2 separate regions of the Mus musculus genome follow, and region 1 is linked to region 2. A link is a contact called in public Micro-C data. All regions are on one chromosome and are shown on one strand. The core of a region is the stretch at or near the end of the contact, and the rest is flanking DNA. Distances in the headings are between cores, read along the strand shown. Region 1 holds the start of Znhit6 (zinc finger, HIT type 6). Region 2 overlaps Col24a1 (collagen, type XXIV, alpha 1).

Evidence for each region. Hi-C and Micro-C count contacts between places; a contact is called where the count stands out from the background.
Region 1: a Micro-C map of muscle stem cells shows a contact between it and region 2, with 6 times the contacts expected there. The contact joins the promoter of Znhit6 here to the enhancer-like site in region 2. A contact is called at or near these places in 1 of 39 promoter capture datasets (the 3T3-L1 cell line), 2 of 484 Hi-C or Micro-C datasets (muscle stem cells and nephron progenitors), 1 of 115 datasets of contacts at active chromatin or transcription factors (cardiomyocytes) and 1 of 9 other capture datasets (adipose tissue).

Annotation. Positions count from the first base shown.
Region 1 is chr3:145,574,445-145,579,218 of GRCm38.p6, forward strand. Znhit6 (zinc finger, HIT type 6) reads left to right here and starts at 1,764. Exons shown (of 10, transcript NM_001081094.1): 1 at 1,764-2,552; 2 at 3,658-3,723; 3 at 3,808-3,914; 4 at 4,001-4,086. The coding sequence starts at 1,924.
Region 2 is chr3:145,471,317-145,475,969 of GRCm38.p6, forward strand. Col24a1 (collagen, type XXIV, alpha 1) reads left to right here. Exons shown (of 60, transcript NM_027770.3): 38 at 791-844; 39 at 2,850-2,957. Among named protein-coding and RNA genes, the nearest start is that of Gm35133, 82 kb to the left of the region's middle. Within about 2 kb of position 3,000, at least 11 of the 459 cell types and tissues checked have an H3K27ac peak or open chromatin away from gene starts, as enhancers often do. A contact at or near this core is called in muscle stem cells, where this site is marked.

The sequences.
Region 1 (4,774 bases), core at 514-3,013, 100 kb after region 2:
CATGCCTTTAATCCCTGCACATTAGAGCATGTGGATCTCTGTGAGAACAAGGCCAGCCTGGTCTACAAAGCTGATGAGGACACTCATCAGGACAGCCACAGCTATGCAAAGAGACTCTGTCTCAAAGAAAGAAAGGAAAGAAGGGAGGGAGGGAGGGAGGGAAAGAGGGACAGAGGAAGGAAGGAAAACGAAACCTGCCCATTCATGCTGATTAAGCACTATTCACAACAGCCAAGATATGGTATCAGCCTATGTATCTATCAATAGATTAACAAATGAAGAAAGCATGGTATATATAGACAGTATTTTTCCGCTATTAATTAGAACACAAATGTTATTGGTAGAAGTACGAATGACACTTCTGTAAATAACCTCAATACAATCACCAGCTCACCAAGTTGGACTTGAGTGGAATCCTTTGGTCTGTTGTCAGTTCCTTCCTGGGGTGAATAGACATTTTTTTTTGTTTTCTCAAATTTCAAGAAGCTATAGAAAAAGTCAAAGGTCAGAGATTCTGCCTTTTTAGGCTTCCCTGGTTGGCAAACCGATGACTTCTCACATTTCAGTACCCTTCTCTACGTGCATCCATCCCACTTATATGCAAATTCCCTCTTATTAAACACACCAGTCAGAGCTGGGCGTGGTGGCGCGTGCCTTTAATCCCAGCACTCGGGAGGCAGAGGCAGGTGGATTTCTGAGTTCGAGGCCAGTCTGGTCTACAAAGTGAGTTCCAGGATAGCCAGGGCTATACAGAGAAACCCTGTCTCGAAAAACAAAAAAAAAAAAAACAAAAAAAAAAAAAAAACAAAAAACAAAAAAACAAAAACAAAAAACCACCAGTCAGATTGGGCTAGGGCCCAGCCAAAGGCCTTATTTTAAGTGTTATGCCCTTAAAAGCCTTGTCTTCGAATATAGTCAAAATTCTGAGGTATTGGGGTATAGTGCTTCACTATACGGATATTAGGGGCTACAATTACCCTGTGACAGCCAGCGTTTCAGTTGCCGGCTGTAGATCTTTTTGTAGTTGGTTCCCATGCATAGTTTCATGTAATCTTTGTGGGAGCAGATGAGAGTGTCTCTCCTCCCCTTCCTCTTTTTCCTTCTCCTATTTGTTTTGTTTTTGAAACAGCCCTGACCCTAGGAACTTACTATGTAGACCAGGCTAGCCTTGAAGGTTACAGAGATCCTCCTGCCTCTGGCTTCTAAATGCTAGGATTAAAGGCGTTTTTGGATGTCCTGGTCCCTAGTATACAGTGAAGAAACCTTAGACCAACGGTTCTCAACCTGTGGGTCGCGACCTCTTTGCTAAACCTCTGCTCCCCCTCTCCACCCACCCCCCAGGAGTATTTATAGTACGATTCATAACAGTAGCAAAATTATAGTTATGAAGTAGACACAAAAATAACTTTATGGTTGGAGGTCACCACAACATGAGGAACATAAAGATCCACACCACTGGTAAGGTTACGAACCACCGCTTTATACAGTCTAAACTTTGGAGGAACATGGGAGTCTGTATCTATTGCCATGCATTATTAGAATTAATCCTTAATACTGATTAAAGTGGGTCACTTATTTGAGACAATAATTCCAGTTCCCAAGACAGCAGTTTCAGCGCCTGAGAAAGGATGTGGCAAGATCCCCGCCCCTGGGTGGGAGTCCTGGTGGGCGTGGTCTCACCTGGCTTTAAGGAGTGGGGCCGGAAAGCCGCCGTGCCGTAAAGAACGCTACACGTCGTGAAGAGTCGTGGCCGGAACAGCTGCTTTACGGCTAGCTCGGCTTCCCGCAGGCGTGCAGAGCTTGCCGCGGCTGCTTTGCTGCACGTGTGGCGCTGTCGGCGGTTCGTTTGGTAATCTCTCTTATTGGCTTGGTGGTGCCACCGTGAAGAACGGAGTGGCAGCTTCGGCCTAGGCTCGTGAGCTCATGGAATCTGCAGCTGAGAAGGAAGGGACTCCGGGAGGAGGTTCCCAGAGGGTAGCGGAGGGGGCGCGGCCGAGGCCTGCGGCTGGTGGGGAGGGAGCCAGGGACTTAGACGGGAGCCCAGAAGCTGGCGATGGAGAGGAGAGGAACGGACTGGCAGGAACTAAGACCACGGAGGATGCGGAGGAGATAAAGATGGACTTAGCTGTGGTGAAGCAGGAAGTAGTAGACTGGTCGGATTTAGACAGTGGTGTTGCGGACAGCCAGTGGGTGAAGCAGGAGGTGGAGGGCGGGCCCGAGGTGAAGGATGAGAAAGGCGTGTTGGAAGTGAAGCAGGAGGCGGATAGTAGCCTGGTGGTGAAAGAAGAGGAGGTGGATGAGCCAGAAGTGAAGGAAGAGAAGGTGAAGGTGAAGGAGGAGGTGACGGACTGGGAAGAAGTGAAGGAGGAGGACTTGACCATAAAACAGGAGTTGTTTGTTGGTCAGAACGTAAAGGAAGAGCAAGTGATGGATGCAGCGCCTATAAAAGAAGAGGGTTCCCTCAAGAGCGAAGCGATGGAAGACGCGAAGGTGAAGGAAGAGCCCCAGATGAACCCCCGAGTGGGCAGCAAGAGGAAATTGGCTCTGTCAAGGTAGGGCGGGGAGAAAACCCAGATGGGAAATAGACTACTGGGTGGACGAGTCCTTAACAGCAGAAAGTGAGGTAAGTTAAACCAGGCGTGACGTGGGTCCCTGAAGTCTGAGTGGTGAAGTTCAGGTTGGGCGTGACGCTTTCGAGGACACAGTGTGATGTGACTGTGTCCAGAAGGGTATGGCCAGGTTAGGGAGTGAAAATTCTGGGCATCAGAAGGCCTTTGTGGAGCCAGAGCTTGTTAAATAAGAAACGCTTTCGCAGTCTTTCTTTTAGAGAGAATAGGATTAGAGGCGCCATCCAATATAAACCAAAAACCAGCAAGTGGGTAGACTAATAGACACATGTCAACTTACTCTTGAATTTATTCCGGGCTCCTATGAATGTTCGTTTCTTGGATGTAGTCTCTTTAATGTGCTCATGTGACAGTACAGAAGATCAGATTGTGGTCAGATTCAGTCTCAAACTCCTTGAGCTGATAGAACTGACTGGTACCAGGTACACTTTGGTTCTCAGTATCACCAGACCCTAGAAGACCGAGGACAGATGAATCATACCATTATTTGGGTGTTCATTCTGAATTCGCTGTGGAACTGGGGAAAGGGCACACATTGCTGCCAGTCTGGGATTCATCCTTCCTTGTTTCTCCGGTGTATATGTTTTTAAAATACTCATATGTAGCTCATGGATTATACTTCTAGACACACACAAAGTCTCCATGAATCACAATTTCAAAAATCGCTGGGCGTGGTAGCGCATGCCTTTAATCCCAGTGCTCAGGAGGCAGAGGCAGGCGGATTTCTGAGTTTGAGGCCAGCCTAGCCTGGTCTACAAAAATCAGCAATTCATATTATTCTCTTAAGTCCTGTAGAAAAAAATGGGCGGGCCAGTGACTTCTTTCATACAGTTTTCTTGAATTGCACGTCATTGTAAATGTCATTTTTAAACATTTTCATGATTTCCAATAGCAGCTATCATATACTTTATCAGAGTTGCTTTGACTACCTGCCTGTAAACTGTGAAATGCCCTTGAGTCCAAATTCTAAGACCGGAAGGACATACATAGAGTTGATTTTGCGTGTTAAGTCTCAGGTGCACTCTTACAGGTGTGAGACTTGTGGGACAGAAGAAGCGAAGTACAGATGTCCACGCTGCATGCGCTTTTCCTGCAGGTAGATATGTAGCTTCCTACCTCACTCCCTGCCTGTGTGCACTCTGACTTCAGGTACAGAGCTGCCTCCTGTTTGTTTCTTCAGTTTGCCCTGTGTAAAGAAACACAAAGCTGACCTGACGTGCAGTGGAGTCCGGGATAAGACCGCTTATGTGTCGCTGCAGCAGTTTACTGAGATGAATCTCCTGAGTGGTAAGTCACTTTGTGCACCACCCAGGGATGCCTTCTGGCCACTGGCACCGTGTCACTCGTTAACTTGTCCATTCTGAAATTACAAGACTATAGATTTTTGGAAGACGTGGCAAGAACGGCAGACAAGGTTTCAAGAGATACTTTCTTGAAAAGACCAAAGCGCAAAAAATATGTAAGTATTTCTTCTAATCTTTTCAAGTTCAGATCTCTTCCACCCAGTTTATTCATTTCTCAGTTGTATCAAGTGGTCACTGCGCTGTGGGGCTATTCTGGTTATTTGAGATGGATCCAAGTACTTACCCTCAGGCATTTGTACTGTAGAGGGGAGGTAGTTGAGTGGGGGAGTTGGGAGGTATAGAGCAGCAGATAGAATTTCTTACAGATGTAAGTGCATGAGGAAGTTAAGATGGTTCAAGAGAGTAAAGAGAACAGGGTGCTTGAGGGGCATGGACTACGCAGAGTGTGATTATCAGCACAGTGGTAGAGATGAGCTTTCCTGAGACGGGACAGATAGGCAGTGGACCTAATGGTATGAAGTGGACAGTTGGAGACATTTAGAGGGAAACTCTGAGTGGAAACATAGGCAGAAGCGGCACAGACTCGGCATTCAGGAGGAATGTATAGCAAGACTGACTCAGAAGTGCAAAGACGCAGGCTGGGAACAGGACGCCTGTGCTCCGGGGATTAGCAGGGCAGGGTAACCGAAGCACGGTGAGTAAGGAGGGATGAGGGAAACCTGTAAGAGTTTCCAAGCATTCTGAGTAAACATGAGACTAAGGGAGGTGGGGCGTAATGGCGCCTTTAATCTAGCACTTGGGATGGAGGCAGGTGAGTCTCTGAGTTCCGGGCCAGGCAAGGCT
Region 2 (4,653 bases), core at 1,750-4,249:
GTGAGTCACTTCCTCGGGGATCTGTTTATCCATTCAACAAATATTTATCAAGAGTCTGCATAGCACAGTGGTAAACCACCATTTATTTCTTGTCTGCAGAAGCTTGCCAAGCTTCGGGGACACAAATTTGAAATTTCCACTTCCACTTCCAACTAATGAAAAGAAAGCTGTAATTATTACTTATTTTAGGACTGGCAGCCCGGCCCACTATTGATTACACTTGCCCATTGTTGATATAAACTCCATATAGTACCCTACTCTTCCTTTAAAAGCTCGATTTTGCAAAGTAAACAAATTACCAGTTGAAATTAAAATATTATTTTAGTTTACTGTGACAGCCCTTTTTCTCCCTGCCTTTCCTTTTCCTTTCTTTTCATCTACTTTTTATTCTCCACTTCAGTAGTATTTTAAGACTTGCCTTGGCCATGTAGATATATTTTTAAACCTCGTTCTTTCAACAAAATGCTGAGCTCAGTGCAGCTCACTAGAATACACTGGGGTGCACCTTCATCACGTTCACAGTAATTACAGTGGGTGGATTCCAGGAGATTTCCTTCCTAGAGAACAGTTTAAAGTTTATGTTGACCACATGTGCATATTAAGTTTATAGCTTGGTAACAACTCTGCCTTTAATCATTGTGCCCATGTGAGAAATAACTATACACATAACAGTGTTGAAAAATAACCTCTGTTTGATATTTAGTGTTTGTTTTAATTATTATCTGATAGAGGTATTCAAACCTCAGGCTTTTTCTTTAATCATTATTTCTTTTCTATATCGAATGATCAGGGACCTGAAGGAATTGTGGGAACCCCGGGACAAAGAGGTCGACTAGGGAAAAAGGTAATTTTTTGTTTTTTACATCTTTTCGTGTGGGCTTTCTTCCTTCTCCTGCCTAGAGATCTACAGAGTACTGTGATGCTTGTATTTGCATTAGACATAAAGTGTAAAGATTCATAAATGTGTCATTAGAGCAGACGATTAATTCAATAGGCGTGCATATTACTGTCATTGTCTAAGGACACATTTTCTTCTTTATAGTTTGGAAGTCAAACTTTCTTTTGGTTCTTATTTACCAAAAAAGCGCGGACAAGGAAAGATATAAAACAAAAATATCATTTCATTTGGGCTGTTTGAAAACAATTTTAGTAGAGTATTTGGGGGAAATATTGGAATTATTATTTTTTCTAGGTTAATTAGAAATGGTTTCTTAATTGGAAAGTTTGATTTTTATTACTTTTCTCATGTTAAAAAAAAAGAAATCAAGAACATTTTTTTACTGGCTTACTTTGTCTTTTTCCAAACAATCAAAATCTTTGATGTATTTGTATGATCCTAATATGTTACTATCAAAATGCTTCTTTGTATTTATCAATAATTTGTCTCAGTATTGGTGAAGTATGGTAACAGTTTTTCTAACAGACTGCGACTGTCAACTACACATTCACACGGTTAGCTTTAAGTTAAATGTGTGTTTCCCCAAAAGTCCAGTTCTGTACCTGAGCCACTGGTCTCAGTTTTAGTCAATAGAAAGCCAAGAAAAGCTTTAACTACCATCTCTAACTGTGAAAATACCGCCATCGTGAAGTCTCTTTCATGATGCATGATAATGCAGCTCTCATCAGTATTGGTTTGGGGAGTCTTATAATTGCCTGGAAGGATTTAGTCCAAAGCAACAGAGAGAGGGGGGGATAGGGGGGAGAGGGAGAGAGGGAGAGAGGGAGAGAGAGAGAGAGAGGAGAGACATTCACACAGTACACACAAAGAGATACATTTTCATACATGAAAGCACTCAGAGAGAAAAATATGCTCTCACATAAACAGACAGACAGACAGACAGACAGACAGACAGACACACACACACACACACACACACACACACACACACACACACACACCACAGGAAGCACCAGAAACCCATAGTGAAATCAGCATTAGAGGCAGTGTGACTGCCTCTTTACAACAACCCATTCTCCCCTAGGAAAGTGAAATAAAACCCATGAGAGGTCAGGGATGCCTCAAGGATTCTGACTGCCTGATTCCAGGTTTGCTGTGTTTTCCCCACCTTGAGCATCAGTGGTAAAGCTGGCAGGTTCTTGTTGTGAGAAGAGGAAGGTGCTTATGAACACCTGTGTTGTGGTGCCAGAGAGAAGCCATGCAGGTTTCTAAAACATGGGAAGTCATACAAGAAATAGTGTGGGTTCTTGCTCTGAACTGGTAAGCAAAGTTTGCAAAGTCCAGATCTGCACGCTCACTTCTTCCCTGCTTGCAGCAGACCTCTGGGAGGCCGAAGTAGAAACGAGCACCTCTGGAGGCCTGTTTTCTCACTGTTACAATGCACACATCAAAAGCGAGACATGTATGTAGCAAAGTATGTTTGAAAGCTGGTTACATAGGATTCCTCCTGGGCACGCTATAGTTACTGATTGTTTGTTTTTGTTTTTTAAATGCCCTTTTCATCTCTTTTGAAACTCTTTATTAGGTCTAAATAACATGCAATGGTAACTTATTGTTGTTAATGATAATCTGTGGTATTGGTAACTTGAAGCAAAATTAATAATTTACACAAATTTAAACCGTGTGTGATAGCATACACCTGTAATCCCAGCAGTCAGGCAGCAGAAACAGGAGGCTCACCCACAAGCCAAGGCCAACCTGGTCTACATAATAAGCTCTAGACCAATCAGAGATACCCAGTGAGGCCCCGCCTCACAAAACAAGACGGGCTGTAGCGATAAGAGTAATCCAGAGAATTCTGCTTGCCACATGTCCTCTGAGTCATCCGAGCATATGGTATAGTTAAATGAGTTAATAAATTTAATTTCAGTCACATTAATGTCATCCACAGGGTGATAAAGGACAAGTAGGACCCACGGGAGAAGCTGGAAGCAGAGGACCCCCTGGAAGCGTTGGGGAAAATGGCCCTAAGGGTGCCAGGGGAACTCGAGGTGCTGTGGTCAGTATTTGATTTCTTTTCAGCACTGACTCACTGGGGATGGAAAAGAACCGTGCATGCTCTCAGAGAGTCATCTTGATTGACTTTACAGAGGACACAAAGGTTCCACTGAACATAATCCTTCTCTGTGGGATGGCGGGAATTGCAAGCATTCCACAGTCTTAAACAGCTTAGTGGGTTTTAGACGCGAAGAAGGAAAGAGAAAATTGAAAATGGAAATAAAATATGAAATGAAGTTTTTTAAAAATCTGATTTTAACTCCAAAGTTCAGTAGGAAAGTTTATACACTGAGTACCTCAAATCAGGATTTAATATCTGTCTGAAGCTGTTGTCATGTTGGCAAATTGCTTTGAAAATTAAGTGAACTTGAGATGTGTTTCCATCCACCTCTTGGACCTGTCCTGCTTGAATGGGAGATTATCTTCCTAAACAGTTGGGGCAAATCACCCCAGCATCTATTAATAGCTCATCTTTTGTGTGAACTTTGCCTGACATGGAGAGCTGAAGTGTGATGCTTCTGAGCCTGTGACAGCAAACTCTTATTGCTGGTTTGTGATGAACCATTCAGAAAATCATAGCGTGAAAGGAAGACATTTGAAAGAGAATCTTCTATTCATGAATGTATTTATAACATGTGGGTGCATTAATCTCTTCTCCTTTTACATAGCCAATGCCAGGCCTGTCACCAAGGCCTTCGAGAGCCCGGGTCCTTTTGCTTTCTCAAGAAAATTTGCCCTTATTTACTGACACCTGAACATTCAGGCCTTAGGTCATTTTCTTTTCTTTTCTTTTCTTTTCTTTTCTTTTCTTTTCTTTTCTTTTCTTTTCTTTTCTTTTCTTTTCTTTTCTCTTCTCTTCTCTTCTCTTCTCTTCTCTTCTCTTTCTTTCTTTCTTTCTTTCTTTCTTTCTTTCTTTCTTTCTTTCTTTCTTTCTTTTTTTTTCGATCTCTGTATAGCCCTGGCTGTCCTGGAACTCACTCTGTAGACCAGACTGGCCTCGAACTCAGAAATCTGCCTGCCTCTGCCTCCCAAGTGCTGGGATTAAAAGCGTGTGCCACCACTGCCCGGTCTTAAGTCAGTTTCTGTTAATATTTCTCTGGTTTTGCCTGTGTTTTAAAAACATTAAATAATGTGGTTAATATTAATAAACATCAGAATTAATGCAGCCCTAAATATTGCCCTTAATGTAAGCTTCTACTTTGGAACTTTTTCTGTAAATGTATTCACCTTTAAACATTTTTAAATATATATTTTTAATTAAAATATAATTATGACCCTTTCTCTCCTCTCATCTCTTTCCTTCCTGTGTCCCCTCCCTTGAGCCTCTCTCATGACCCCTCCCTCTCAAATTTATGGGTTCCTTTTCCTTGATTACTATTGTTATATGTGTCTAAAGATGCACAAATCACACAGCCTGTGTGGTCCATTTTGTGAAGCTACAATTCCACTGTTCACATTTCATATTAATTCATTTAGTGTTTGATAATCTGATAAATGATAATATATATATATGTAATTTTTACCATCATATTTAAAATTTCCTTGTTATAACTATTTAATATATATTTCTCCTGAAAGTTTCCTGTCAATAAATATACATGTGTGGATAGGGATAGACACATGTACACACGTACATACTACATGTTTCCATCTGGTGGCTATTTTTTCTTCCTGATTTGCAATCGTTACTCATAAGC